Regions from separate parts of the Mus musculus genome. Here regions 1, 2 and 3 are each linked to region 4. A link is a contact called in public ChIA-PET and HiChIP or PLAC-seq data. All regions are on one chromosome and are shown on one strand. Each heading gives the region's core, a stretch centred on a gene start, on an enhancer-like site or on the middle of the called end of the contact. The rest is flanking DNA. Distances are from core to core; before and after follow the strand shown. Region 1 overlaps Clmp (CXADR-like membrane protein). Region 2 overlaps Mir100hg (Mir100 Mirlet7a-2 Mir125b-1 cluster host gene). Region 3 holds the start of Bsx (brain specific homeobox). Region 4 holds the start of 1700063D05Rik (RIKEN cDNA 1700063D05 gene).

Region 1 (7,821 bases), core at 32-2,531, 460 kb after region 4:
AATTAAATGTTGTCCTTATAAGATTTGCCTTGGTCATGATGTCTTTTCACAGCAGTAAAACCCTAACTAAGACACTACCCCTCCCCTCCCCTTTTAGAAGCAAGGTCTCATGTGACCCAGGCTGGCTTTAGACTTCCGATCCTTCTATCATTATCTCCCAAACCCTGGGATTATGGACATGTAGTACCACACTCTGTGTACTATCCTTTAAAAGCAGGTCCCCTAGCCCCAGCTGTGAGCCCAGGCCTCAGCTCCACTGTCTGCTGTACTCAGGTAGACTCCTGTCCTTTGATGGACTGGCTTGCTCCCTGTAAGTCTTTATCCATGAGCTCACACATCAGTTGTCTCTCTCCTGCACGCTCTCATTGCTAACACTTGCTGACATTTCTCCTCTGCTTTTATTTCCTTCCCTATTCTCTTGTCCTTGGGGACTCTTGTCTACTCTGCTCTTTTGTTCTCACCTTAATGGGAGCTGGGAGAAGAAATAGGAAAGTACTTCTGTCCAATCCACTGCTACTTACAGGAAGTGATTTGGAAGGGAGGGCAGGTAGGCATCTCCTCTGTTTCAATTTTGAGAACATCTACGACTTGGCTCTGCCTGTGACTCTCTATCCTCCCACTTCCTGTATTGACAGTCATCTTTGCTGAGTTCAGTCCCTCCACTGCCAGGGTGCTTGCTGTCCTGATGCCCAGCTCTGCACCACAGGGGACAGTCCTTGGAGAAGAGGACAGCCGCTCCTTGTGCTCAGCAGCTTCCGTTGGATCCTGGTTGTTGACACTTTGTTGACAAAGGCTGGGAACCTTTGCTCTTGCAACATCCTCTGCTCAGCATGAGAGCAGAGTGAGCTCCCTTTCCCATTAGGCTCTGCTTCTCCACAGACTGTCAGTCAGTCAGTCAGTAGTCTGTTTTTCCAATATTGGGTCTTGCTATATAGCTCATGATGGCCTCAAACTGACCATCCTCCTGCCTCAGCCCCCAACATTTATTTAATTATAAGACAAGGTCTCACTATGACACCCAGCTACCCTTGAACTCCTGGATTCAAGTGGTCCTAAACAGCCAGAGCTAGCACTATTGAGCCTAGCGTTGCTATCTCCTGACCCCATGCCGGGGTCTGACTCCTGGCCTCACCAATGCACTATCGTTTTTTACCTAAGACACCACAAGAGAAAATCCCCCCTTTCTCTTTCTATTTGTCCCTCGGAGGCTCTCACTTCCTCTTCACTTCTTTCAGTTTAGCAGGTTCTCTGAGCTTAGGGTCTTTTTGGTTCTGACTGGGGAAAAGGAACGGAGGTTTTCAGAGGCTACGGAAGCACAGAAATCCCCCGGATCAGCCATCACCACAGTGTAAATGAAGCCCTGTTCTGCCCAGCACAGCGCTTTCTCGCTTTCTCAGCTCTCATTTCTTTTGCTGTGTCTGCAGTTTGAAAACCCTTCTAGAGACTGAGGTCTGCTTAGGAAAAATATTTGTTTAAGTCCTTCTTCTTCTTTTCTTTTTTTTCCTTTCTCTGTGGTCTTTAGAAACCACTATGGTTTTCAGTCTTGCAATCAGCTTTTCTGGGCATATCACATTTGTCTCCAGCTGTGACCTTTGTGAGGCCATGAACTCTGCAGAACTCTGGGAGGAATCTGATATTCCTGTGGGTGAGAAATTGGTGGTAAGGTCTGCCAGGGGATTCAGGCACACTCAGACAAATGTCACAGCCAGTGAATGAGCAACTGGACCATACAGTGTTTTCCAGGCTAAGACACGAGCAGGATTGACTCATGATCCCTTCTCCCTGTCCTCACGAAGCATCCAATAGAGTTGTAAAAGCTTGTTAGACTGATAAAAAGTGGCATCACTTTGAAGGCCATGGGAGCCTGCAGGAGATGGTAATGAATGAATGGTGAAGTCAGGGGAGGAAGCAAGACCGGCCTGCAAAGGACCATGGCATTTCAGAAGACGGGATGAAGGGCAACTGCAAAGTCACAGAGGCAGGATTGAGGTGGGGTCTTTGGTTGGAGTAAACTGATCAAGGTTGTATTACAAGGGAAAAAAGGAGCAAGGGGGAAAGAGTGAGCTATTCGAAGGGGACATAAGGGTAGAACAGCCAGAGTTTCTGCTCTCTCTCTCTCTCTCTCTCTCTCTCTCTGCTATTTTTGGTTTAACAGGAAGCATCTGTTTTTTTCCTACAATTTTCCAGCTGACTGGTGTACCATTCCTTGAGATTGTGGCAGACACAGGTAGACATCTATTTCTGCTCTCTTGGGCTGTAACCCTTCTTATCACTCCAGGTGGGATGTAGAGTCACAGGTGAGATCAAAGGAGACGGGAATGGATTTCACCCAGCAAATGGGCCTGTCTGCTGATCCTAGAGGGGCCAAATCTCTAAGCCCCTGAGTTGTGGCTCTGTAATAGGCCAACTAAGCCATGGTCCCTAATCCCTTGTTTTGTGTTCTCCCTCTCCCCACCCACCCCACCGTGTATGTGGTGTGGTGTGGTGTGTGTGTGTGTGTGTGTGGTGTGGTGTGGTGTGGTGTGGTGTGGTGTGGTGTGGTGTGGAGTGTGTATGTGTGTGTGTGTGTGTGTGTGTGTGTGTTGAGACAAGGACTAATCTACCCGAGGCTGGTCTTGAACTCCTAATCTTCCTGCTACTTAAACCCAAGTACTTAGAATGCCAGTATATATCACCACACCTATGTACTCTCAATCATTTCTTAGATATCTGGTCATGTCCTTCTATCTCCTATTCATTTGATAAGCATCTATTGGACAAATGCCAGGTGCCAGTAAACGTCTTAAAGGGAATACAAGTAGTCACAAGAAAACCAAAATGGATAATCTTCTCACGTGTCCTTCTCCAAAGGGACACTTAAAGCTGGCACTGGCACATGTGAAAAGATCCTGGGTCAGCCTGAGCTACATGGCGAGGCCCTGTCCCAAGAAACAACAAACAAAGAAAGGCAAAGTCATGAGGAGTCTGATAGGAATGCTTAGACTTACAGAATGGTTATATAATCTGTGTGTGGTGGTTGGAATGACAACGGCCTCCATAGCCTCATATTATGAATGCTTGACACACATCCCCCCACCCCAGTGTGGGTGTGGAGGCTTCAGAAGCCCCAGTCAGGCCCAGTATCTCTCCCTCTGCCTGGATGCAGCTCTTGGCTCCTGCTCTAGCACTGCCAGGACACTCTGTGATGACAGTGGACCAACCCTCTAAAACTGTAAGCAAACCCACAATTACATTCCTTCTTTTATTAGAGTTGCCTTGGTCATGGTGTCTCTTCATCATGACCAGTGATTAAGTGATTAAGTTAATAGTGTAATAAAGAGTCACCTGGAGTGTCATTTTCTGAATGTCAGTAAGTAAAACCAAGTTCTCCTTTCTTTTCCTTTTTCCCCTCCCTCCCTCCCTCCCTCCCTCCCTCCCTCCCTCCCTCCCTCCCTCCCTCCCTCCCTCCCTCCCTCCTCTCCTCCCCTCCCCTCTCTCTCTTTCCTAGTCAGAGTTTATCTATGGAGCCCTGGCTCTCCTATCCTGAGATTTTGCTCAGTAAACCAGGCTAACCTTGAACTCAAAAGATCTACCTGCCTCTGCCTCTGCTGGTATTAAAGGTGTGTGCCACCACAACCAGCTCAAATTTTATTTATTTATTTATTTATTTATTTATTTATTTATTTATTTATTTATTTTGGTTTTTCAAGACAGGGTTTCTCTGTGTAGCTTTGGCTGTCCTGGAACTCACTCTGTAGACCAGGTTGGCCTCAAACTCAGAAATCCGCCTGCCTCTGCCTCCCAAGTGCTGGGATTAAAGGTGTGCGCCACCACTCCCGGCTTCAATTTCTTGTATTTAAAAAATATAAAATGAGGGGCTGATGAGATGGCTCAGTGGGTAAAAGCACTGACTGCTCTTCTGAAGGTCCTGAGTTCAAATCCCAGCAACCACATGGTGGCTCACAACGATCCATAGTGAGATATGACGCACTCTTCTGGTGTGTCTAAAGACAATTACAGTGTACTTACATATGATAATAAATAAAATCTTAAAATATAAAATGGAGGGATGGGTAAGCAAATGGCTCAGTGGATAAAGGCATGTGCTGCCGAGCCTGAAGACCAAAGTTTAACCTACATGACTAGATAGAACCAACCCTGATTGCCACATGTGAACTTAGACATACATGTACATACGTACATATACATATATACACGCACATATATATAATTCATGTGTATTTTTTAAAGTAATGCATCCTTGGGGCTGGGGAAATGGCTCAGTGGTTAAGAGTGCTTAAGAGTATTTCTGCAGAGGGCCTAAGTTCAATTCTCAGCTTCCACAGCAGGTGGCTCATAACCTCTTGTAACTCTAGTTCCAGAAGGACTTGACACCTCTGGCCTCCAGTGGTACCTTTACATACATGCACATGCCCCCACATAGGCATACACACAAAACAATCAAGCACACAAAGAAAGAAGGAAAAGACTCATGCCTTTGCCATATTGTCCAGAACTATGTCCTGAATCCTGAAAGGAGAAGTGTACTCCTTTGCCTTAAAGAAACACTTGGAGTCAGGAGCAGTGATGGGTGCCTTTAAGCCCAGCATTTGGGAGTCAGAAGCAGGTGGGTCTCTGTGTGTTCCAGGCCACTAGATTGCATAGCAAAGTCCAGGCCAGCTAGAACTATACTGTAAAACCCTGCCTCCAAGTGGGAATGGGGGCTGGAGAGATGCTCAGTGATTAAGAGCACTGGCTGCTCTTCCAGAGGACCTGGGTTTGATTCCCAGCACCTATATGGTATTTCAGAACTGCCTGTAACTCCGATTTTAGGAGATCGGACTCTTGGCAGCACCAAGTACACAAATGATACACAGATAAAGATGCAGGTAGAATATCTATACACATATATAAAAAATAAAGTAAACACTTTGGTGGAGAAGCTGGCAAAGCAGTGTCCAACTTAACAACCTCTGGTGGCCACACAACTGTGTGCAGGGCCCAAGGGAGGCTCCTGAGACTTTGTTCTCAGCTACTTGGTCCTGGGCCAGGTTGGGCGTCACAAAGACATAGTTCTATCTACAGCCATGCTGCTGTTATACCCCATCACCACCACCTCTTCCTCCTCGTCTTCCTGTTCATCCTCCTCCTCATCTTCATTTCTTTCTCCTTTTTAAATTTTTTAAAAAGACAGGTTATCTCTACAGAGGCCTGGATAGAACTCACAGTAATCCACCTGCTTCTGTCTTCCAAGTACCAGGGTTAAATTTGTGTGCTACCAACCCTGGCTTTATCTCACCTTCCTGAGCTGGAAAGTCTCTTCTGATTAAGCCTTTTCCAGAAAAACCATGATTTCTTCTTCTCGCATTTCTCTATAATACTCTGTAGATACACTGCCCCTCCACTTTCCCCTTCTCTTCCCTTTTCTGTTGAGACAGGCTCAGGCTGGCTTTGAACTCCTGCTCCTCCTTTCTCCACCCTCCATCTTCTAAACCCATTTCCCATTTTCTTTCTCCAAGTCAGACAGTAAGCTCCCCAGGCAGGGGCGTTTCTCACGTGCACCCCACACAACATTTGCATCAACAGGCATCCCATGAATATAAGCTGACCTGATTAATTTTCAGAGGGACATGCGAATGGCTGGGAGAGTTCATTTAAATTTAAAAGCATTAGTTATTTTATTCACTTATCACTTCATGAATTAATTAAATATCAACTTTCTATTCTTGAGGTAGGTTATGAATAGCAAAGAAAACAGATCTAGTCTCTTCTCTTATAAAGCTTATAATTGAAGAAGACACCTAGGAATAAAAGAAAAAATACTTAATTACAAGTATTTAATTATACTCAATAGGATAGATTAAGTATAATCAAATACTAGCTATGAAAATGTGACAAATTTTCTATGGGAAAGATGTAGGAAGTTATGAATATATAATTCTATCTCTGAATACAGTGATTTTTTTTCCCATGCTGAGGATCAAAATCAGGGCTTGACACATGTTGGTTATACATGCTGGACAGACACACCCTTCTTGTATGAGATCTTTACACTGTCCCACTTTGAGAATAATCATTGCTTTTCCACCGTGATGAGTAAGCCTCACCACATAGGGGAGAGAGAAGTAATGGACAGGTGTTCTCTTCAACCTTTAGACATAGAGCTCAAATTGCCAGTAGCAGAGAAGCCAATTCTATTTTCTTTTAACTTATTTTTACTTTATTATTTTATGTGTGGGGCTATATTGCTTGTGTATGTGTGTGTATAGTGCATACAAGGCTTACTGAGGTCAGAAAAGGGTACTGGATCCCCTGGAACTGGAATTAGAGATGTTGCTAGCTGCCATGTGGGTGCGGGAAATCGAACCTGGATCCTCTGGAAGTGCAGCAAGTGCTTTTAACCAGTGAGCCAACCTCTCTAGCCCAAGAAACGCATTCTGTGGTCTTTAAGAAACTAGAAGACTGTGAGCCTTTCTCAACACATTTCAGTCACTGTCATTCTAAGCCTAAAGCCAAAGATACCAGACATAGGAAAAAGACCAATGTCCCTCAGGCACATAGGAACAAAGAAAAAACAATATGATCTGTTCATGCAACCAACACTGATGACGATGCTCGGGTCACGTGAGCTTCATAAACTTGCTGCATCCAATTCCCAAAAGAAAACAATAAAACCTGATCACTGTAATCCCCTACATTTGTAGACGAAAGAAGAAAAGCTACAACTCCCCAGAAACCAAGAAAGTGTTTAACAGCCAGGCGCGGTGGCACACATTTTTAATCTCAGCACTTGGGAAGTAGATGACTAATTTCAGTGAGTTTGAGACCAGCATGGGTTACATAGCGAGTTCCTGGCAGCCTTGTCTTATTTTTAATAAAAGAAAGAAAGAAAAAGCATCTAACAAATGCAACACATGTGCATCATGTTTACAAACTTTTAAGGGGTCCGAGTGAGGCTCAAAGGTTAAGAGCCACCTTAACCTCTTCTGCAGAGGACCCCAGTTTGGTTCCCAGCACCCACACTGAGTGACTCAAAATCACCTGGAACTCTAACTCCATGAGATCCAACACCCTCTTCTGAACTTCAAGGGCCCCGCCCTGCACTCAGGAACACGTACCAGCACAGGCATGCAGATAACATCATTTAAGAAATTACCAATAAACCAAGAAAGGGGTCGGATTTAAAAACAAACAAACAAGCAATAAAATAGGCAGTAAAAAGAGAAAAGAAAAAAAATAAATTTAATAATTGTCCATATGAAACTAAATCATAAAGATTTGACCTTTTAAAAACACCAAATCTTAAGGTGTACAGAAACAGCAAGATTGCTTTTGCTCATGTAATGTCCATGCTGATGGCTAGCTTTATGAAGCACCTGTTAAAACTGCCAGGGATATTATTTAATCCTTACAACAACCCTATGAGATAGGTAAACTTTATTCCCATTTTACAGATGATAATACTAAGGCTTAGAGGAGTCAATGGCTAAGTACATGTAGCTGGATGGTATAACCTGCATTTGAATACAAGATCTGCTATTTGGAGATCAGATCCCTAGCTGCTCAATATTACTTGTTATCCAGTCAGGTTACCTTATCAACTAGATAGCGGAACCTAATGGTAAGGTTCAAGCTGGGGCTTGAACCCAGGTTTCTTCCTGTCAATGCTGTCTTTGCTTTTAGAAGACACTACTTTCCCATTGAATCCTCCTACCTCTTCCTTTTAACTGAACACTCCTTTTTCTTTCTTGGAAGTTCCAGCCCCGAAATACTAGAGGAATAAATATAACTTACAGCGCCAAGGACTGAATTTCATCTCCTGCTGGGTTTAGCATTCGAAAC
Region 2 (7,888 bases), core at 492-2,991, 380 kb before region 4:
AGAGTTAAAAATTTTACAGCTTTGTTCTTTGGGTTCTATACCTACCTAATTGCAAGAGCAGTGGAGTAGCATCATCTATTCAATGCAAAGTTCTCTTGAGATCCTTTTTGTAATTTGAATGAAGAAGCAAAAACTTAGGGCCTCACATAGTCTTACTCTGTAACAATTCTCTAAGCTTGTCTCGACAAGCTCACCACCTACTGCATACATGGCAAATGGCAAGTAGCAGGCTGACCAGCCAACTCACTGTGATCTGCCTGGGCTTTTTCTTAATAGGTAGATCTTGGGGGGGGGGGGCAGCTCGCTGGAGGGGGCTCCCCAGTGGAGCCATCAGTAGATCTCTGGAATCGTGTTGAGGCCCCAAAAGGGAACTGAAGTTAGTGGATAAGAGTCTCAGTTACTCATCTCGTGACATGCAAAATGGAGGGGAAAAACAGAAAATTGTTTATTATTGTTAATGGTTTGATTGCTTTTATTAGATTAAAAATCATCATCTCTGGCAAATGCCATGTCTCTGATTCCAACAAAGGAAATGGATTCCTTATGTGTAATATGTACTTTTCTGTTGTTCTCTGTGCTTCCGAGTTATCCACAGCCAGGATGAAGACCAAACTCACAAAGAACTGCAAATATTTTGCAAAGAATTCAAATTTTCTCCAGTGAGGAGCCTTTGAAAGATCAAGAGTTTGCAACATCTAGGTTTTCCACTTTCATTCTCATGGAAGCACACATGAAGCAAAGTCCTTTTATTCTTGTATTAATTAACAAGGAATTAAAAAAAAAACCCTAAGCTGACTTACAAAGCACTCTCCTCCCAAGCAATTCCAAGCATGAGACATGCCCGAGGATGGGGGGTGATGGGGACACACTCAAGTAGGCTACAGATAAAGCAAAGCACAGCTATATGCACATTAGTATAATTACAGATTGCAAATTATGCCGGATGTATCTAATATCTAATTTTTTGAAAGCTGACTCCACTTGAGACTTCAATAACAGCGTCAACATTTTGCAGGTGGCTTCTCTGTACAGTATCCAATGGGAATTATTCTTCCAATGCTTATAGCCCTCAAGTTAAACCTGGAGCTCCCCCTTAAAGGACCAATGGACACTGAAAACTGAGAATAGCACCTAGACAAAGGAAATGGAGTAGGGGGAGACCCTGGAAGACACTGAGTACAGTTGCTTATTTCTGTGACGATGATACTTACTTGGTTCAAGCAATAAGGAACTTGAACATCCGTCATTAGAAAATGTAGGAGAGGCTACATGCATGTTGAGGAAGCCAACTGAAAGGTTAAGGGTTGGGCATTTCTTAGATCTATGGATAAAAGGGGAAATGAGCATCAAGGTGGCACGCTCTACCTTTGACTCCAAACATTAAGCCTTATGTTAAATCCAACTCATCTAAGACATACAGTTTGTTCGTCTAAAAAAGATCCGCATTCGGCTTTGAGAAACTGGCTTTTGTCCTCGAGCCCTGCATGAATCAATCACCAACCAACTAAAATATATTTGAGATCTCAGAGAAGGAAGAGTACTCTCCAAGTTGATTGGATCCATCTTCTTGATTCCTCCTTAAAGATCTTTCTGCTAATGAGTCAGGGTTGCTGTGGCATTATTTAATTATCCGCACTTCTGTACGATGAAATATGTTGTCGTAGCGCACACTTCACAGTGCAGTGACTGCTCACATGTAATGCTGCCTCCACAGTTAGTACATTCCTTTGTTCTGCTCATAAGTGGTTTCAGAAAAAAGGGGTGGGCCCGGAAGGAGGAGCCTTTGGGGTTTGTAAAATAAAAATCATACATTCCTGGTGCATGTGCAGAATTCGATGCATTTACATGAATTCTGCTTTTGAAATTAAGTTGTGGCTCCACTTGGAATAAGCCAAGGCACATGTCGGGTGACTTCAAATGCAGCCATGAGGCTCTGAGTGGACCTTGAACATCTCTCTAGTGAATACTCACTGTAATGTAATGGGGGACAGAATGACTTGATTTTTTTTTTTAAAATCAGCAAGGAATGTCTTTAACAAGGAAGAAGTAAATTATGATAATTACTCTGAATGGTCGGATCCTTGAGCATTACTAATTAGCATTTATTGCCTGGATTATGGAACAATACAAGTGAAACCAAACTGCAGTTGCTCTTTTACCTTGAAGACTTGAAAAGGCAATGGAGAAAGATCTCTGCAGCCACCTCCGTGATGCAGACTGCAGGCAGTCTACCTCCCCACAGCCTGCAGACTCCCTCCTTATAGAAACACACCCATACGGGCCTCAGCATTTCCGGCCCATTCATCTTTGTGTGTGTGTGTGTGTGTTAGGTTCATATTTGCATGGGCTATCAGGTTCAGGAGACTAATATTCAGGCAAAATATTTTGGCCATAATACCATCTGAGGATGATGTTATCAGTCGGGAGAGCTTAGCAATAAAGAGCTGAAACTCCATGCTCCATGAAAATATGGAATTCTCCCAAAGAGATATTTGACTTAAAAACAGAACAAAGAACTCAGTTCTTGGTGATTGAAATTTTATATTTCCTCACTGACCCTTAGGACTGAAGCTTAAAAGAAAATAGCTAAGAAAAATAATGGGTTTTTGGTATAAGTACCTTTATTTGTTTATCTATCTATCTATTTATTTTCCATTAGAAATCTGTGATGATATAGGTTCTGAAATTAGAAAACAAAAATTAGATGTTCATGAACAGGTTGGCAGCACTAAATAAATGCCATTGTTAAAATTTAGCAACCAAATTTTTTAAATAAGCCACCAGGTATAATATAAGGAGAGAAAGGAGGAAGAAGAAAAAAAAAAAAGACTCCCTGAGCCGTTTATCACTCTGCAATCTCTGCCGTTCTCCACATCCCATTATAACGAATGAAGAGAAAAGACTATGGTCAGCCAGAAAATGGGCCCCAAATACAGTCACTGCTCTTCCAAATACCGTCCATGGTTTCCCCACCCTGGGCCCTTTTAGCCTGAAAGAATAAGTTTGCTTAAATCTGTGAGGAGATTAAATAGACTGGTGATAGAAATTAATTCTGCCGAATGAGCAAATGCATTCGAGTTGCCCAGATGCAAATAAGATAGATAATACTTTTCTTTGCCTTTGACATGCTAGGCGGATTAGTTTAGAATGTTAAATCTGATTTTATTAGAATATATTAGCAGTGTTTTAATTAATACCAATCAAACGTTTTTCTTTCCCTGGGGCTTGATATGTTCCTAACACTTTCTAAATCATCTGTTTTCCCCTCCAGAAAAAAAAAAAAAGAAAAAAAAAACAGAAAAACCCTACAAAATCACCAAATCACCCTTTGTTACAGTCGCTCAATTCTAATCTCACTGCGTTCTGTGGGAAGCCATAAACTTTTTGTATAAAGGTGTTTTTGCCCATAAATTTCATTCCAGGTGCCAGATTTTAAAATGAGTTACTGTTTCTCTAGCATGCCTCCTTAAAGAAGAAAGGAAGAAAGAAAGAAGAAAGAAAGAAAGAAAGAAAGAAAGAAAGAAAGAAAGAAAGAAAGAAAGGAAGAAAGAAAGAAAGAAGAAAGAAAGAAAAAAGAAAGAAAGAAAGAAAGAAAAAAGAAGGTAGAAAGGAAGGAAAGAAGGAAGGAAGGAAGGAAGGAAGGAAGCGAGCAATTAGAGATTTGAAAATTAAGCATTTTCTGTATTTTTCTTTGAGGGGCAAGATATTGCAAAACGGGTTTCAGCTGGTTCCTCTTGTTATCAGTGGGCTTGCTTAAGCTGTTAAATTTCAACTGCATTGATTTTGAACAGACCAAAAAAAAAAAAAAAAAAAAGCAAGACTTTTTAAAAAGGAGGTGGTTTTGTGTGTGTGTCTGTGTCTGTGTGTTTCAGCTAGGTAAAAAATGGTGAGCCACTGAGCCCTGTGAACTGAATTCTAACTGTGCTCCTAGGAGGCACAGGAGAGCGTTCCACTCATTATCCCCCCCTTTCTCTCCAGCTTCCTGTCCTCCTGCGCCCTGAGCTCCAGTTCCCTGTCTCTTTTCTTCCCCCAGTGCACCCCCACTGCAGCTCCCAGCCTTATTTTTTTTTTTTATCTGCCAGGCTGGATTTGCGCTTTTAAAGATCAGTATCAATAATAGCCTGCTTGTTTCGGTTACACTCTCCCTCTAAAAAGACAGTCCCCACTAATTGATGCGTCTGGGCTAGTCTAGACTGGTAGTGATTGAACCAACCACCAATTATGTTATTCATTTCACTGAACTTCACTGATGGGCTCCATGAGGAAGAGGGGCTGTTGAGAAACCTGCCCTTGCAATGAAGCAGTTGCCTGCTAAAATATAAAAACCTGTGTGTCACACGCCCTGCTGAATGCCTGAGCACCCTGCTTTAGTCTGAGAGTGGGAGGAATCCACTAGAAAGCCTGGGGAAAAGAGAAGTGCCCCAGAGTACAAACCGAAACATTTGCTATTAGTTATGTCTTCCGATCATTTGAAATCACAGAGAAATTACAGCTATCATAGCTTTATTGATCATGCACCCGTTTTCTATCAGATAGGCTGCGTACATATCTTGCCTTCAAAAGCACCAAATGTCTGCCGGTCTTTTGCATGTATGATGTGAGTATATATATTGCCCATGAGTTAAACTGTTGTACTGCCATAATTTCTACATAGCTATACATACGCATTGGCTGAAATGGGGTGGGGAATCGTTAATTATTTTATATAAACTCACGGGCAATCACTTACAGAACTGTAAGCTTTGAAGCACATTCCACCAAATGCTGCCAAGTAATAGTTAAATTACAGCCGCACAGGAGGTTTCAACAAAAGACACAGCACAGTTGTTACACACTTCTCAGTTCAGCGTTCTGATACAAAATGCTTTCTTGACTGCAGTTTGGATTAAAATGAGTCAAATTGCGATAAATGCTTAAAAAAAAAAAAAGAAATCGCAAACAGTTTCCTTCACCTTCCACTCCGTGTGCACAATGAGGCTATTCCAAAATCTTTCCAAGAAGAAAGCATTGGGGGTCTGGGTTGATTTAGGTATTTTTTCCAAAAATGAAGAGAAAGGTTGGGCTGAGGAGAGTAAAACGGTTTAAAGGAAACCACACACCCAGAATTTTCTATAACAAAGACAAGGTAAAGCACCTCGTCCTTCTCTCCCAGTGTGAGGTGGAACTGAGGTGTGGGACTCCCCCTGCCATGGAAAGTTACAATCTCAGAAAACTACAAAGTAGGAAATGCTCACAATCGCCTCGAGAGGGGATTATTTTGAAATGGGGTTTGATATTACCAATAACTTTGTCAGGTAGAATTAACATCCTTGATAGCCATCTTTCTAATTTCTAAAAGAGAGCCATGAGCATTGATTGACCCCCCACAAAGAATGCAACAATACCAAATTCACCCAGCTATTTCTTTCACTCCATAATATTTAGAAAATCCATATCTATCGTTCTTTACTTTAAAGTCCATCATGTATAACATTTTTAGAGTACCAAACCAAGGAGGGAGAATTCTTTCTTCCATTTTTGTTCTCACAAAATCTTTCAAAGTAACACGTATTTTATCTTGCCTGATCTCTTAATTCCCTTCCTTTGTATTGAATACAAGAGTTGAATATTTAACCTCTTCATTTCGTCCAGACTAGAGGTGTATGAATACCTCCGTCAGTGAAACCTCTGTCTGGTAACAGAACACACGTAGACAATGCAGATAGAATACATTCCCATGCCCATTTTAATTGGGCACAATTTTGAGATTAACTGTTGAGCTTAAAAGTTGGAGGCATGGGGCATGCTGGGACTTCAGCTGAGATGTTCTGAGGCCAAGCACCAGGTACTGAGCTGTTGGTATTACGCTCCGATAGTACTGTGTGTTGCTCTCAAGGAATAGATCCGCCAGCCTCGGTATCAGCCATATATATACACAGGCGTCCATAGCAGCCAACACAGGATGCTAACATACTATGCCTACTTTTACAGAAGCCAGGAGCTGCCACTCGGGTCACCTGATCCCATCTAACAATGGAAGCCTCAAGGGTGTATTACCATCACTTCTGACAAACTTTTCTCTCTCTCTCTCTCTCTCTCTCTCTCTCTCTCTCTCTCTCTCTCTCTCTCTCTCTCTCTCTCTCTCTCTCTGTGTCTCTCTGTCTCTCTGTCTCTCTCTTCCTTAAAAGACAAAAAGTTCCTTCAGCGATGCAAAGGCACGACCCGCAGCTCCCAAGAGCCTAACCCGTGGATTTAAACGGTAAACATCACAAGTTAGGGTCTCAGGGACTGAGGGGAGCGCAACACGATTCCTTCATTCTTTCTTGAGACAAAACAAAGCAAAAATAAAATAAAAATGACAGGCAATTTCGGTTGCAGACTCGTGAGTAAAATGCAGCAAACAGGTGGTCCAGTGTGACTACATCCTGGCTCCCTACACCTCTCCCCTTCACAAAATTTAGATTCATTTCTGTCTCCATACAGCCCTGTATATGCAACACACACATATATACCTGAACATATAAATGTCTGTTGTATCAAAGGAAACTTTGTAGCTTTGGGTAAAATCATTTACCAAATTGGAAAATAATATGAATAAGCTCAGAAATGTCCAGTTCTATTTGGAAAGAAAAGAAGCGATCTACAATTGGAATTAAACATCTCTTCAAACCGTTCATTTGTTAACTAGCACGATTGACTGCGGAGAGGAAAATATGCATCTGCCTTCCCCCAGGGCAAGCGTGCCTCATGCAACAATCCTAAGAGATGGGGTTTGCGGGAAGCAGGAAGCAGGAATCGGAGGTAAGATAGGTTTTTTAAACTCACCCATTTGAAGTGGAGCATAGTTGCAGAGCTTCCAGGAGCGCCATCGGGAGCAGGGGGAGAATGTGAGCTCTAGGCTGGGCGAGGTGTTCAATAGGACAGAGAATGGGGCGGGGAGGGAAGGCGGGGGCAGGAAGCGATACTCCAAAATCCAAAGAAGACCGTAACTCTGTGGTTTATGCTTTGACCGGGGGTGGGGGGTGGGGGGAAGGCTGTTGGGTGGGAGTGGAGGGAGGGGCTGGGGCTGATCGAATTTGGAAAATAGTCGGTTAAAAAAAATAGAAATAAATAAATAAATCGAGAGAGAACGAGAAAATCTCCCAAGGACTGCTCGGAAAAAAAAAATTCTTTTTCTTTTTCTTCTTCTTTCTCTAGCATTCAGAGTTCTGTCAGTCTTGCAAAGCTGGCCCTCCTCTGCATCAGCTGCTTGGCTGAGGCCAAGGCCAAAATCACCCAGAGCGAGCACCAGCCTGTCATTTGGTAGACGCAAAGTGGGAAGGGGTGGGTGCGAGCTGGGGAGATGCTCCCCCACCCTCGCCTCCCGCTGCGGATCCTTTGAAGCCTTTGGCCAATATTTCAGAAGAATCCGAGGCGTAATCCCCCTCCATCTTCACAGACAGCTACTAGTGCTGTACCTGATAGAGTCGCTTTCTCGAACCTCCTCTGCCTGGAAGCGGCGCTTTCCTGTGCAGACTCAAAAAAAAAAAAAAAAAAAAAAAAAAAAAAAAAACACCACGAAAGGGAGGGGAAGCCTATGGGAAGATGCCTCTTTAAAAATTTTTCTTTCCCCTCACCCCTCCTTTCTTTCTTTTATCCCAGGCCTGAGCAAAGTAGATGGCTGGCTGGGCACACAGAATAACAAAGCACCGCTGTAAGGAAGACACTGGAGGGGGCCCTTAGACTCAGAATAAAAAAAAATTAATAATAATAAATAAAAAGAAAAGGAAAATAGCTAACTATTTTAAATATGCTTTCATATACAACTAGAAACAGTTAAGAGCTCCAGGCTCACCCCCTCCTCACCAGAAGAACTACAATCATGCCAGCCAGCCAGCCCGCTAAACCGTGTCTTTTCCTTCACTACATG
Region 3 (7,936 bases), core at 2,753-5,252, 330 kb after region 4:
TTTGAGCAGCGACACTCGGCAGGTCCCGGGGCGCTGGAGACGCGGGGCGCGGGAACCAGCGATCACATTAGTGATCCCCGACAGGGAACCGTTGGACGGGGTGGAGGCATGGGAAGGAGTCGCTGGCGGCTGCAAGTTGCTAAGTGGACTGCGCTTGCCTTTCTTTCTTCCAGCCCAGGTCGCAGGAGCAGTCTGGAGTCTCCGCGAGTCTTCCCACCCGGGAAGAACCCGGTCTGGCCCCGCGGCCTCCTCGCCCGGGTCTCCCTTCCCAGCCTGGCCACTCAGAGCACATGCGGCCCTGAGCTGAGCTCGCCTTCATCCCCAATGTCCACTTCGTCCTCGGGCTCAGTAAGCACGAAGGCACCGGCGGGCAGGCTCAGCCGAGCGTCGGCGGGCGCGCCCTCGGGAGCACGAGGGCTGCCTTCGGGGCTCTCCGGCCCGTCTGCCGCTTTCGGTTCGTCTTGGCTTTTCCTCAGCTGCTTTTTATGCTTCATCCGCCGGTTCTGGAACCACGTTTTCACCTGATGTCGGGGAGACAAACAAGATCATATCATTCCTCACACAAACGGTGACTGAAAGGTCTGGGTGATCGGTGGAGCTTGGGGGGGGGGGCTCGCTGTCTACTGAATTGAATTCGGTCCTACCGCCATGGTCGCCTCGCGTTTTGATTAAGTCACACGTTATCCTTTTAGGCTAAATTCTAGGAGATATTGCCCCAGAAGAGTGGCAAGGGTCAATGGTAATTAATGGGGGCAAGCGCTGTGTACTTGGGGTCTCCTTTACACTAAATGTATGATCTGTGATGAAAACACCTAAATCCCGGGTCCAACGGGACTCGTGGATTAGTAGTCGCGAGTGGAATGAACTGACTGGTTTTCTTTGGAGGGGATTTTAGTCTGAATGGCTAATGATTTCACAGCAAGATCATGAGGTGAAATGAAGGAAGAGGTGGGGGGCTGGACAAAAGACAAAAAAGAAAGGAGAGAAGGAAGGAAAGGAGGGAGAGAGAGAGAGAGAGAGAGAGAGAGAGAGAGAGAGAGAGAGAGAGAGAGAGAGAGAGAGAGAGAGAGAGAGAGCAAAAACGAAAAAAGGAGAGGTAAACTATGTAGAGCACCCTGGGGTATCTGTGCAGACTTGCTGAGGTGCGTGTAAGGTTGACTGAAATAAGACATGAGGGGGGTGCAGTGAGGAGGGGTAAGAGGAAAGCCGAGGGGTGGTGTGAACTGGCAGCCCACACACAGGGGTTGACGCAGGAAGATTGGGTTCTGGGCCAGCCTGGGCTACATAGTGATACCCTCTCCTAAACAAAACAAAGAGTAAATTGTTCAAGTTCCTCCACAAACAAGACCCTCTCTAACCCAGCTTGTCACACCCTTAGGATGAAGGGCAGAAGAGAAATAAAAAGAACCATGGTGTGACTTGGAGGTGACAGCCGAATCAAAGTGATTTTCCCTCTCCAGTAGAGCCGGGTAGGTAAGCCTAATGTAAAAATTGGGTATAAATTCTGTCGGATCTTGGAAACATGCTGAAAGGCGAGGAGGGAGGATCATTTGTACTTGATCCTTGTGGAACTACTTCAGAGTTGAGGAGGGAAGAGCAGGACGCAGAATCCGGGGCATCCTCCCGACTCCTGCTCACCTGAGTCTCTGAGAGGCTGAGGGCAGTGGCCAGCTCCACACGCTCTGGCGTCGACAGGTAGCGCTGGATTTCGAACCTTTTCTCCAGGCCGGAGAGCTGCGAGTCAGAAAACACCGTGCGAGCTTTGCGGCGGCGGCAGTGCTTCCCGGGCAACTCCGCGTGCTGCGGGTGCGGGAACAGCGCCGGGACCGGCATCCCTACAGAGACAAGAGCAGTCTGACGGACAGAGCCCGCATTCGGAGGAAGCATCCTCCATCCTCCCGCTCCACTCCATCCCAGCGCCCAGCGTTCCCTCCCTCTCTCCTACTTGCTCCAAAGCTCCTGGAACCCATCTCTCAATAACAGCCGGAAGAGGAGCCACAAAATAGCGCTTGGGGATCTTTTCCTAGAAGGCCATCCCAAAATTCAAATAAAAAACAGCAAAGAAAACAGAAAAGAAAAATAGATAAAAGATCTAGAGGCCCTTTAAAAAAAAAGAAAGAAAAAAGAAAAAATATATCTTTCTGGGGAAACTTCTTCAGAACCTGCGCACACTTCCAGTTATCTGTTAGGCCTTCAAAGTTTGCTTGCAAAAGTCCGAAGTTGGACAAGGATTGTCCACCTGCATCTATCCAGACCCCTACCAACAAACACTGAGTACTGTGCTATGCGGTTAATAACTCAACTCTAAAAAGCACCTTTTTCCTGGTCGTTCTCATCCTTCCATCAACCAAATACAGCGCGAAAAAACGCATATTCCGAGAAACTGTGGCGCTGGCCCGTGACATTTCCTTGTCAGTAGCAGGGTTGCCCTGGAGACCCCACTCCCTAGTCTGATCCTAAACCATTTCTCTCCGACTCCGAGCCCAGCATCAGGAGAGCTGAGCGACTTTTCGCTGGATGCTTCCGTTTCGCGACCCTCTCAGCTTTACCTGGTATATTAGGCGCCCCAAGCATCCGGGCCTCAGACACCAGTATCTGCCAATGCCCAGGAGAGGAAAACGACAATCAAGCATTTCAGCACCATGAATTTTGCCCAACACCAGTACTGGGAAAAGAGTATATTTTCAGGCAGGTGTCAAAGCCAGGGAGCAATGCTGATTTCTCCAGGAGCCTTAAGATCGCGCCTCGTTAACCTAGAGCTTTTGAGCGGGTTTTACTGTCCTAGACTTTCAGCACTTTTTTCCTGGATTTGAGTGCCTGTATTCCATACATCGTCTGCCCCCTTCCCTCAGCCCCCACTAGAACCAGCTTACTACTGTGCTCAGCAACTGAACTAGAAGATTTCTCTGTGTGGCTGGACTGGAAATGCTAGGGAAGAAAGTGTTCGTGCAGACTGAGAGAAACAAATAAAGGAACACAATGCAGACATCCCCCAGCATTTGCAGGCCCAGTCTTACTTTACCAATCCCCACTCATTGTCAAACAGTAAATCTGAAATATTTCAGCGACTCCAGCAACTGGGCCAGAGCAAGGAAGCCAAGCAGACTGCTTATGAGTTAAATGTTGAACACGGGAAGTGAAGGTCATTGGAGAACTGCAGCTCCCTTCTGCCCCGACCCCTTCCTGCCAGTGGCAGACTACCCCCGGCCCTCCCTCACTTCTATGTCTCCTGCAGAATCTGCAAATGTTCCTGACCCAACCTAGCAGAAGAGAGCGGGCCAGGTGAAGCCTTTTCATGCCCCCCACACACACACACACACTGGAAAGTTCAGTGCCATTTCCCTAGGTCAAGATGGTTGAGGAACCCTCCTGACGTGGAGGAAGTTTAGAAGTGGCATTGAGAGATGAGCCAAAGTTGCCTGGAAGAAACACTGCCCACCAGGAATATGATCACATCTATCTACTCCAGCTTCCTCTGGCCAGACACAATCCCTGTCTAGTTATACAAACTGTGAAGTGACCAGAAATTGCTCCCTTCCGTTGGCCTGCTTCAAGGGAGCTCTCAACCATGTCCCTAACCTTCCACTGCTACCGAAGGAGAAGACCACCGGGACTGATATAGTCTCTGCTCTGGGGGATGAAAAAAAAAAAAAGCCCACTCCCTACTCCTAGAGGCCTCTGTTACTTACCTGAGGTGGTCAGGAAATAAGGATGGTGGTGATCTCCCTTATGCAGAGGATGATGAGCGTGAGGGGTGAGGAGGGTGGGTGTGGGCATAAGGGGGTAGCCATAGTCTAGCAAAGGCACCCTAGAGGCCAGAGAGCTGGCAAAGTGGTCAGGGGCCACTTCCCTCAACGGCTTGGGCTTGTGTAGCAGAATGTCCTCGATGAAAAACGACGTGGGCCTCTGAGAAGATGCTGGATGAAGAGGGGAAGTGAAGTTGAGATTCATCTTGCAGAGCGCCTGTCACAGGGCGAGGGCCCGGACAAAGTGCAGGAAGCAAACAGCTTCCCGGCAGGCCTACTCAAGAGCCTGCAGCTGCTCCTGATCGCCCAGGCTCAGATCCCGGCAGCTATACGGACCTGGGCTATCCCCGGCGCTTGTCTTCTTGCCTCTCCAGCGCCGGGGTAGGTTGGTTCTGTGTGTTGGAGAATTGGCAGCTTGGAGAGGGGAGCCCGGCGAACCAATAGGGAGGCTGCAGAGGCAGAGGGGAGGGTGGGGTGGGCTCGGGGCGGGGCGGGGATCTGTCCGCGGTGCTGAATGCGTCTGGCCAAGCAGGGAGTGCTGAGCCCAATGGGTTCCTATACGGTTTCTAGACCCCAGTTTCTACCCCTCTCCTGCAAGCGCTGCCTCCTGTGTTCCGTCTTTTTAAAAGACGGAAAATGATTTTTTTTCACCGTTGTTTAACGACCTGCCTCTTAGAGAGAACACCAAGAGAGTCCCAATAGCCTAGGATTAAAGCACTTAACTCAAGCATTTGAGCCAGTTTGTTGTCTTTTAAAGAGTTTCAGTAATCGAAAGCAAAAGGAAAAGAGAAGTGAAGAAATGAAGATGCACTCTGTCCGCTACACCAAGTTGCTAGAGTTAGATTAAATTGACAACAGGGATGATTGAATTGTTGGGGGAAATAAAGATGACAGGTGGAAGATTCTTTATCGGGAATTTAAGGAGTGGACAGAGGGGGTCTATGTGCATCACAGACTTGGTCATTTTAAATCTGTCCGTAGTCACCTTTCCCTGCCGCCCTCCTGGCTGCTCTTCACTTCAGTCTTACAGTTCTTTGCTATTTCTGCCACATCACCAGTTCCAGCTACAGGGTCCCCATCACTGTGTTAGATTTTATTCCCTCTCTTTTTCCTCTGCCTCTTTCCTTACTCTTCTTTCCAATCTTTTCCTTTTTTTTTCTGTTTGTCTTTTTCTAATCTGTCACATTTATTTCCCTGGAGTCAATTTGCTAAAATTAAGGTGATCATCTACAGCACAGCAGGAGTAATTTGGGCTCGCATCTCTGAAAATTGCTCTAATTATTGATGTTAAATTCGGGGAAATTAAAAGAAGCCACTTCTCTTCCATCTCCTCATTTTTAAGCTCTAATTTGTTGATATCTAGTCGTCATCACAATTCCAATCACTACAGCTAATAGCAAAAGTGTTTTAACAGAGACTGAGTCCTCACAACCCATGCTATTAGATAATTAGCAGAGGTGCTGCGAAGTCAAGTGTTAATCCTCGGGCGCTGCAGTAGGATTTCCATCTGATCTAGCAGGTAGAACAAATTAATTACCAGAATCAATTAGGCCCCAAACTTCAGTGCTCCGGGAAGTGGGAGTGTCCTGTACCACCCGGACACACTGGTAAGCAGATAGGGGGAGGAAACAGAGGAAGGAAGCCTGGCAGCAGCCAGTGAAAGGAGAGCTTGGTAAGGGACCGAGACCACTTAAATGAAGTCAGAAGTGTTCCTCTTTGTCTGGAAGGGGACTTGTGTCTTAAAGTTTGTAATTGTAGGAAGTGAAGGCAGAGGGGAGATGACCTCCGAAAGGAAAGACAGTAGACTCTACAGAAGTTCCCTAACCAGCTTCCTGGTCAAGTCATCGATTTTGGGACTGAGGGAGATAGAAGAAAATGTTGAAGAGGAACTGGGGTGATGGTCCACACATAAAGGAAGTCCACCCACCTCCACTCGAAGCGTGAATGTAGCAAATGGATATCAATCATCCCTACGCAGCAAAAGAATATCAATCTACTCTCTATCTCCAAACACAGGCTGGCAAGCTATAGTGGGGCGGGCCTCTTACAGCGAGACTTTAGTGGGTGTCAGCTTCAGCCCATGTCTAGGTTCCCAGCCACTGTGTAGATCCTCACCCGGCCTCCGGGGGGCAGGCTTTCAGCTTCCTTGGGTCAGGGACTAACTTATACCTTAGAAACAGAAGAGACTGAATGTCACTTGGGCAACGGGGTTAGTAGAACAATGCCAGTGATTGTGCTGTGACACAGACAACTCTTTTACACACCTCAGATTGCTCGAGGAATCGCAAGGGGAAGAAGAGTGTCAGACTCCCTTCTTGGTCCTTCGGTCTCTGACAGTCTGTAGACCCGGAAATAGACGCCGAATTCTCCGCTCCGCCTATGGCTCTCCCCAGGACAGAAGCGGCGGAGGATCACGCCCAGGCTAACCTCGAGCAAAGCTGCCCAAGGACAGAAACTGGAAGGCGTTTTTCTCAGAAATCCGGCCATCCTGCATTTGCCTCTTTAGGTCGCTATAGGAACCTAAGAAGTAAAGAGACAAGGAAACCGGGTCTCCGGGAAAGGAGCAGGACGTGGGGCGCTGGCGTCTTTCCCTTGCCTATTAGCGCCGCCAGCGAGCAATGCTAAAAGGCTGGATGAATACCCCTGCCAGGTCCAAAGCAGACCCCTGGGGACTCTTAGGCATTCTCGGTGCCGCCGCCACCCTTACCCATAACAGAAGAGAGACCCTTTCTCCTCCAGTCCCAGACACATCCTAATAGGAGAACCTGTGGGGCCCTGAGCCCAATGCGCCAAAGAAGCCCGGATGCGAGCGGGCGGTGTGCATAAGGTTAGTTCTCAAAAGGTTTTTTAGCCCTGTTCTGGCCTCTGGTTCCAGGCCCTACTATGTCCCAGACCCCTGAGGAAATCCTGAGGCACAGGATGCTGGGAAAGTTTCCCCCACTGGCCGGGCTCTTGAGCGGAACCCTGGGAAAACGCTAGAGTGACCAAAACCAGCTCTGATGCAGTCCTACTGCGCTCTGGGGTGAATGCAAGGGTACAAGGTGTCCAGTCCCCTCGGGGTCATAGTCCTGGCTTGTTCTAAGGGAAGGAGGTGATAGGTATTGCAAAGTGGACAACTCGGTGACAGCCGTTTCGCCGTCTACCTTCCAACACTACCTCTCTCGGGTCCAAGACACTCTGGGTAACCACCTCTGCGATAGATTTTAGGTAGGAGGTAAAAATTATGACCCACAGGGAAACAATCTTAAAAAAAAAAAAGAAAACAAAAAGAGATATGTCGTTGTCTGGCTTAACCCCGAAGCCTAGAACTGTGCTGATCCGTAATAAAGCACGTGACCCATACTGATTATTTTAAATTGTACTCGTCAAATTTTAAAATAAGGCCTGGCCTGAAGGCACCTTCCTTTAAGAAAGCAAAGATATCAGTGAGTTTAAGACCAGTCTAGTCAACATAGTTGGTTTCAGGACAGCCTCAGATACATAAATAAATCCCATCTCAAATAAAATAAAATAAAATAAAATAAAATAAAATAAAATAAAATAAAATAAAATAAAATAAAATAAAATAGGAAAATATTTGCATATTGTATTTAATCTGAATAATATCCCAAATATTATTATTCAACGTGTGCTCAACATAAATATTATTTGCATCTTTTTGTTTGTTTTTTACACAAAGTCTCATGTAGTCTAGATTGGTCTTGAACTCAATCTGCCACCAAGAATAATCTTGGATTCTTGATCTTCCCAAACTCTGGGATTACAGGTCTGCACCATGCAAAGCCGCAGACTAGATCTTCAAAGAGAAATGTGTATTTGTCATTTGCTGCAACCTGAACTCACAGTCGCTATGTTTCAAGTGCCCTGTAGCCACACTACATTCAAGGCTACGGAACTGTACAGTGCCCGTGTAGTCCACCACCACCCTCTCTTTTCATTCTTTTAAATGTAGACAGACACACAGAAAAAAAAGAAAACGAAAACAGAAAGCAGGGATAGAGAGAGGTCCTGAGTTCAATTCCCAATAGACATATGTGGCTCACAGCCACCTGTAATGGGATCCGATGCCCTCTCTTGATGTGTCTGAAGAGAGCAATAGTGTACTCATATACATAAAATGAATAAACAAATCTTTAAAAAAGAAAAGAAAATGGAAAAACAGAAAGCGGTTGCTGGGACCAACCTAACAT
Region 4 (7,210 bases), core at 3,593-6,092:
AGCAGCAGCTGGGACCGAGGATGTCACCAAGGCGTTGTCAACGCAGTGTATAGTGACAATATTGTGGATATTGAAATCGCCGTGACTGCAACAACTGGGACCCCCAAGCATCTCCTCCCATGAGAAGTCTCCATGGAAAGCTCTCAGGAGAATTCTGTTCTGTAAGGACAGACAGAGACATCCAAAATGAGAGTCGCAGTACAGAGTAACAGGTACACCATTTCCGAAGCTGGCTTAGAAAAGCACCAGCATTTATTTTCTCATAGTATCTTTCTCGAGGTGGCCAGGAAGGTCTATTGGAATCCAAAATGATGCTTCATAGGCTGGACTTATTAAAGGAACAGTGTCACTTTGTTTGTCTTAAACAACCCCGTGACATCATACTTAATGAGCAGGAACCAGCAGTGATATGAATGTTCCCATTATAGTCATAAACAAAACAAGGATGGCCACTGTTAATTATGATATTATTCTGGCATAGAAAATATATGTGACCTTATCTTGGCACAGAAACTGGAATATTTGACAACAGCGTTCTAGTGTAGTTAAGACTGTATAAGCGTTGATACCTCTCAATGCTTGTGGTTTTGATCTCCTGGAACTTTATAAATATAGATGAGCGGCTGGCTGTACCCCACATGCTTCAGTTTGTTAACCTCGAGTTCAGAGTTTCTAGCTAATACTAATTAGGATAGAGAAAATAAGAAGTAGAAATATGCGGCAGGAAGTGGTGCCTACTTTCTGTAGATAATATGGTCAAAAGAATCAGCTGAAGATATTATAGCAAACATTACAGACCTTAGAAAGACACATGAGCATATATACACACACTAGCATTCAGAGAAGGTAACTTAGTAGTGGGGCATTTGCCTGGCATGTTGAAGATCTCAGACATGTTCCTCTGTATTGACAAAATAAAAAATATACTGAAAAATGATGATAGTAAAAAAAAAAAAAACAAAACAAAAAAAAACCTTTAATTTAAAGCATGGCAAAAATGTTGTACAATCTCTGCAAAATCGTCAAAACAACCCTGAAGACCATTATTTATTCTCCATATCCATGAGTGAGCATGCAATATAACAAAAATCACAATGTTGTATATTACAATAGTGTTTTAATAGCAAAATAGTGCAAATAGAATACCGGTTATGTGTATGCACATGTGCATATATATTTGTATACATGTATATGTATGTATATATATATATATGTATATATATATATATATATATATGTATATATATATATATATATATAAATAAAGCATCCGTCAAAGAAGAACTCTGATCCATGTTAATATGGAATGGGTTTCAAAATACCCCTCCACACAGGTACTTCATATGGTATCAAATGCTTTTCAATATTTAAACTGTTATTAATGGATATTAATTGTATATATTAGTTGGGTGTGACTTAATAGTTCAGTTAAATATTTTTAAACATTTTGGGGGTTGATTACTTTTCTTTATATGTTTTTCACAGGTCACAGAGGCACAGAGATCTGAACAAGCTCACAGAGCAGAGGCTGAAAACACACCTCATGTGGCTTTGGATCTCAATATGCAGTGTGGATAACCTCTCCTAATGGCATTCTGCTATTCCCATAGATCAGTGCCGCTCAGCCATCACCAGAGAAGTTTCCTCTTGGAGTAGACAAGAACTAACACAGAGACCACACTGAACAATGTTCAGAGAAAGAGATTTTGGAACACCCAGTCTTAATTGAAATGTCTTAAGCCCTCTCCTCAGGGCCCTGGGAGCTCAGTAGAAGGGGAGGTAGAAAGATTGTAAGAGCCAAGGGGAATGAATGACTCCAAGTAAACAGGGTCTTCAGACACAACAGAACTGTTGTAACTAGGAACTCACAGAGACTATATGACAGCACGCACAGGGCTTAAACAGGTTCAAGGCAGATGGGGTTCCAGCACTAAGACATGGACACAGGCCCCCATCCCTAGCCAAAAACTATCTCCAGTTGATATTTGCTTGCAAAGGAAAAATTAGTTTTCTCTAGAGTCTTACTGGATATATTAACCACATTTAAGAATAAGCGCCTGCCCAGCTGTAAATGGCCAAGATGATGAAAAGTTAATGCTATTTTTCTAGACATTTTTCTCATAGTGTGTTGTTTGGGCATTTTGTTGTTGTTGTTGTTGTTTTTCAGCCTTTTGCTTGTATGGTATGTGTCTTAGTCAGGGTTTCTATTCCCGCACAAACAGCATGACCAAGAAGCAAGCTGGGGAGGAAAGGGTTTATTCAGCTTACACTTTCCACATTGCTGTTCATCACCAAAGGAAGTCAGGACTGGAAAGCGGGAGCTGATGCAGAGGCCATGGAGGGATGTTCCTTACTGGCTTGCCTCCCCTGCCTTGCTTAGCCTGCTCTCTTATAGAACCCAAGACTACCAGCCCCGAGATGGGCCCACCCACAAGGGGCCCTTCCCCTTTGATCACTAATTGAGAAAATGCCTTATAGCTGGATCTCATGGAGGCATTTCCTCAACTGAAGATCCTTTCTTTGTGATAACTCCAGCCTGTGTCAAGTTGACACAAAACTAGCCGGTACAATATGTTATCTGATTTTGTGTTCATATGTATTTTAGGGTGCGCTTGTGTGTGTGTGTGTGTGTGTGTGTGTGTGTGTGTGTGTGTGTATTTCTTGTAGTTTTCTCTTTTTTCTTCTTTTTTATTATTATGTTGTTGTCTTGCCTGTTGTTTTTTAGAGAGAGATTGAGAGACAGAGAGAGATCGTATGGGGTGGATGGGGATGTGTCAGAGGATCTGGGAGCAGTTGTGGAAGGAAAACCATGATCAAAATGTATAATATGAAATTTTTCAATGAAAATAAAATTAGCAATCATACATTGACTCTGTATTTGGGATTTTTGTGCAGTTTTCTTGTTTGCTTGCTTGCAATTCATGGTAACTTGGAAGCTCTGTTATAAACTGCAGGTAACACTTTGCCCACTAGATGGCAGCGCAGCGCTGTCGTTACTTCCTGACAGGCTACCTTTGCTGTCTACGCATTTGCCTTACATAAAACGCCCAGTAAATCTTTCAAAAAAAAAAAAAAGCCAGTCTTCTTTAAATCTCCCTAAGAATATTTCAACCCAAGATACTGTACACCTCTTCCTAGAAATGACTTTCTACTGTAGCTGTTTGGGTGACTTTTTATAATTATGCTATATATTAATAGCACGAAACCCTATAACCTAGCTATTCTGAGGGATGGTTAGACATTGTGAAGAAAGAAGACAAAGGAGTCCTAAAGGCTCATTTTTGCCGTTTCGAAGGTCGTCACCACCACCTGACCGAGACGTGGGCATGCGCAGTTTCGGTTCTGAGTGTGTCTTAAGCGGACGCACAGAGTGACGTAACTCCTTAAAGAGAAGCAACGACGAGCTCAGCGCTGCCACCCAGTGGCGCCAGCAGCTCTTCATTTCCAGGCTTGTATAAACCAGACTTAGTCCTGTGGAGCATCTGGTCCACAAATCCTCTCAAAGGATCAAATCCTCTCTTCACAGTCCGTGTGTCCTTTTGGCGACACGGTGAGAACTCCTCACCTCCGCCTCCCCAGGAGTTGTCTGTGTCTAACATCAAGGCCCTCTCTTTTTCCTGACAATGACGCGTTCCGGAAGGAATCCTGGGCAGCCTTGGGTTTTCTCTCTAGAGCTCCCAGGCACTGGTCCTCCAGCTGGAAGCCTGGGGTTCAAGGGAAAGCTTTGAAGAAGGAAGCAGACATGTTCTCTCTAAGCAAGAGCAGCACAATTTTCTAGGGGAGGGCCCAGTCACAGTTGCACACAGACTGAATGCTTAGAATTGGGTTTATGTGACAGTAAAAGAATAAATTGTACCTAACGAATGAATCCCATCTGGCAAAACAACGGAGTTCTCTTCTCTTAGTTATTTACAAAATAAAACAACAACAACAAACGGGGGCTGGGGCGTATTTCCAGCACAGAAATATTCCCAGGACAGCCCTGCAATGCAGTCGCTATACAACATCAGCAAAATGTCCAGGAGTGCTGTGCCCTTTCTAATGCTCCGCTGTCTGCTAGGGCACCCCAGGACCTTCTGCTCAGAAGGGAGAGAATTCCCTTGAATCGCATCTCTGGAGTTCTCCTTTTCTCAGTTGCCCCTCCCACCCCCTACTGTACATCCCTAATACAGTCATTCTCTCCCTCTGCTCTCTCCAATGTCTACCTTGAGTAGCTCTCTCCCTCTTTGTCCTCGGCAATTAGACGCGGGGGCGGCAGTAATGACGTTCTACGATGCCTTATGACACGGGTCTTTCTCCCATTTCATTGACTCCCAAATTTGCTCATCTATTGAAATCACTGGGACGCCTGGTGTGGAGAAACTTAACTATAATCCCAGGACTTGGGATGCTGGGGCTGAAGGATCAAGTTTAAGGCCAGAGTGGACTAACATTGTGACACACAGTTTCATAAAGAGCAGAGCAGGGTTAAAAGGCTGAAAATAAAAAACAAACCAAGGATTAAGTCAACGCTGGGAAATCGCTCCTCTGCCCATGCTACCCAGCATTCATGCAAATCATCTTCCACCCATCTTCCACGCTTGGGACAGCCCCGCCTAAATAGACGGGCATCTCCATTTCTTCCTCCTGTACATAAAGTGAGTTATTAGCCTGTAACCTAAACTCACTTCAGCTCAAACACTGTCCAAACTCTTCAAACATTGACATCATATAGAAACACAGCTTCTCCTCTGAAAGCCCAGATCTCCTTACGGGAGGTCGAGTTGCTGGGTTTTATAATAACCTAGGGAGGAGCATCTTGTTTTAACTGCAGGGACCCAAGCAAGACAACAAACTACAACTAAGGACCTTCTTGATTGTGACCCAGTCTCACAGAATCTGGAATTTTCAGTGCAGCCTGATAGCTAAACTCCTCTATGATGCAGCCATTGAGGGAAACAGAATAAAAGCCGTTAGACTGGACTCCTAAGAGTCCTTGGGCCCTGGATTTCCTACAGCAGATGCTTAGCTCTTTAAGACTGTAAGGTTAGACTACATCCTGGCTCAGGCCAATTCAGGGACACTGGCAGGCACCCTGCTGGGACACTGTTTGTGAATTCTAAGCTAGCTGGGCTTTCCTTGAGGCACCTCACCTGGGAAGTAAGTTTATATCAAAAGTTGTGCCAATCCTTTTCACCATCTCTTTCCCAGGCTCCTACCTGGGTACCAAGCAGCCTGGCTGCAGGCTCTTGGTGTGAACTTTCCACATCCCCAAGAGCTGAAAGAAGTGGATTCTACCAAGTGGGCTCTGCTTCTCTTCAGAGACCCCACTATGCTGTTTATCCCTGATGCTGGGACATGAACTCTCTCAGAAGCCCCTGCCTTGCTGCCACCCTCTGTCTGTCCATGGTGCTAGTAACAATCATAGTAAATGTGTTAGCCCCTAATCTGCTTCAGTGTCCTGAGCCCACCCCCACCCCCGCATCCAGAGTCACAGCCTCCATCCCTGCCCCAGCTCTCCCTCAATAAAGCCTGTTCTCCACAAGGGGGCAGAGTTTGAACCCAAATCTTGGGTCTTGCCGGTGCCCACCTGCTTGGCTTCTCACATTCTTAGAGATTATTCCCTGGATCCCTTTGTGTCAGCTCACTAATGCTGTTATTCTTGGTCAAAGAGTCCTCTAAACCAACCCCGAGACCATGTATGGCTTACATGTTCCACTAGGCCTCAGACACAAGGAGCAACTAGTACAAGACTCCTTTCTCACAGATTGCAGAGCTTGCTGTAGACCTTTGCCAGACTTACCCTATATCAGCACCAGCTAACCCTGAAGTTACCCTGCAATATTACTGTGTAGTGACAACTGGAGTCCCAGTCAGTGTTCTGCGTAACGTTCTGTTGCTGTGATAGACACCAGGACCAAAAATGAGTTGGGGAGGAAAGGGTTTATTTTAACTTGTAGGTCACTGTCCATCATCAAAAGGACAGATGTTGCCGGTGGGACTGAAGCAGAAGCCGAGAAAGCAGTGCTCCACCATCTCAACCCCAGGCTCATCTTCAACTACATTTCCCATACAGCCAAGCTTCTTATCCTAGAATCACCCAGTTCTTTCTTTCTTTCTTTCTTTCTTTCTTTCTTTCTTTCTTTCTTTCTTTCTTTCTTTCTTTCTTTCTTTCTAAGATTTTATTATTATATCTAAGTACACTGTAGCTGTCTTCAGACACACCAGAAGAGGGCATCAGATCTCATTACGGGTGGTTGTGAGCCACCATGTGGTTGCTGGGATTTGAACTCAGGACCTTCGGAAGAGCAGTCAGTGCTCTTAACCACTGAGCCATCTCTCCAGCCCCCATCCAGTACTTCCACTGTTACGATGTTCAGGTTGGTCTGGTGCTGCTATGTATTCAGATGCTAAATACTGGCCCCCAAGACCTGGTTGCTCTCAATGAGCAGATCCTTATGTCCACCAAGTGATGCTCTGTAAACTCTGCTTATTTGCTTATATGTAAACTTTTGTTTTATTCTCTGACTAGTTAGAGAAATGGCTGAGGAGATTCTCTGGGGAGAATAGAGGTAGTCGGGGTTTTGATTACCAGGCAGAGAGTCGCAGGTTGGAACCACAAGGAGAGAGAAGAGGAGGAAGGAGGAGAAAGAGAAAGAAGATGGAGAGAACAGGAAGTGTCCATTAGTCAAAATGGACCAGGAGCACACGGCCAAGTGAAATGCCCACTGAGGACAATGATGGAGCAAAAGTGACACGGGAAAGACTCAAACTGCAATTATTTGGGGAGAACGGTTGGGAATTAACCAGTCTAGAATATAGAAAAATAAATTAGGGGTAATTCACCCAGTAATTGTGCTAAGGCTGATTAAATAAATCTACCATACTCAATCTCCATTATTGCGGGGAGGTCATATTGAGAACTACAGAGTTAATTGATAACTTTTAAAGCAATATTATGGCTTCTATAATCTTCCTGCTCCTGTTTCCATCCCCTACAGCTACCCCACCCCCATCAACCCCACCTGATCTCAAAGCACAATCGGCCTTGCAGAAGATGGCTGGCTCTGCTTGCTCTTGGCTCCTTGGACTGACAGCATCTACCCAGCCACTCTCTTCAAACAGACCCAATCCAAAATCTCCACCCATTCACACTCCCAGCAAAAGGAAACCTTGTCTTGGTAGATTTATCACTATTCTCATCACTCCTGACCAAACGTAACCCCGAATT

Evidence for each region. ChIA-PET counts read pairs in DNA pulled down with a chosen protein or histone mark. HiChIP or PLAC-seq counts read pairs in DNA pulled down with a chosen protein or histone mark.
Region 1: an RNA polymerase II ChIA-PET map of memory CD8 T cells shows a contact between it and region 4, with 26 read pairs. The contact joins the enhancer-like site here to the promoter of 1700063D05Rik in region 4. A contact is called at or near these places in 6 of 484 Hi-C or Micro-C datasets (B cells, CD8 T cells, cerebellum and 3 more) and 2 of 115 datasets of contacts at active chromatin or transcription factors (memory CD8 T cells and trophoblast stem cells).
Region 2: a contact with region 4 is called in an H3K4me3 HiChIP or PLAC-seq map of embryonic forebrain, with 4 times the contacts expected there. The contact joins the enhancer-like site here to the promoter of 1700063D05Rik in region 4. A contact is called at or near these places in 4 of 39 promoter capture datasets (cranial neural crest, frontonasal cranial neural crest, maxillary cranial neural crest and 1 more), 3 of 484 Hi-C or Micro-C datasets (embryonic fibroblasts, embryonic stem cells and uterus) and 9 of 115 datasets of contacts at active chromatin or transcription factors (cardiomyocytes, craniofacial prominence, embryonic basal ganglia and 6 more).
Region 3: an H3K4me3 HiChIP or PLAC-seq map of stem cell-derived neural progenitor cells shows a contact between it and region 4, with 28 read pairs. The contact joins the promoter of Bsx here to the promoter of 1700063D05Rik in region 4. A contact is called at or near these places in 3 of 39 promoter capture datasets (the C10 cell line, hippocampal neurons and liver), 3 of 484 Hi-C or Micro-C datasets (bone marrow-derived macrophages and embryonic stem cells), 9 of 115 datasets of contacts at active chromatin or transcription factors (DN3 thymocytes, bone marrow-derived macrophages, embryonic stem cells and 4 more) and 2 of 9 other capture datasets (embryonic stem cells and macrophages).

The regions. Positions count from the first base shown.
Region 1 is chr9:40,737,326-40,745,146 of GRCm38.p6, reverse strand. All of the region lies in intron 1 of Clmp (CXADR-like membrane protein), which reads right to left. Among named protein-coding and RNA genes, the nearest start is that of Clmp, 55 kb to the right of the region's middle. Within about 2 kb of position 1,281, at least 115 of the 459 cell types and tissues checked have an H3K27ac peak or open chromatin away from gene starts, as enhancers often do. A contact at or near this core is called in B cells, CD8 T cells, memory CD8 T cells and 1 more, where this site is marked.
Region 2 is chr9:41,580,319-41,588,206 of GRCm38.p6, reverse strand. All of the region lies in intron 4 of Mir100hg (Mir100 Mirlet7a-2 Mir125b-1 cluster host gene), which reads right to left. Mir125b-1 (microRNA 125b-1) reads right to left here and starts at 6,281; the gene lies at 6,205-6,281. Within about 2 kb of position 1,741, at least 67 of the 459 cell types and tissues checked have an H3K27ac peak or open chromatin away from gene starts, as enhancers often do. A contact at or near this core is called in embryonic fibroblasts, embryonic forebrain, forebrain and 1 more, where this site is marked.
Region 3 is chr9:40,870,193-40,878,128 of GRCm38.p6, reverse strand. Bsx (brain specific homeobox) reads right to left here and starts at 4,002. Exons shown (of 3, transcript NM_178245.3): 1 at 3,690-4,002; 2 at 1,639-1,835; 3 at 157-521. The coding sequence starts at 3,951. The coding sequence ends at 282.
Region 4 is chr9:41,203,787-41,210,996 of GRCm38.p6, reverse strand. It overlaps 1700063D05Rik (RIKEN cDNA 1700063D05 gene), which reads right to left and starts at 4,842. Exons shown (of 5, transcript NR_040392.1): 1 at 4,668-4,842; 2 at 1-159.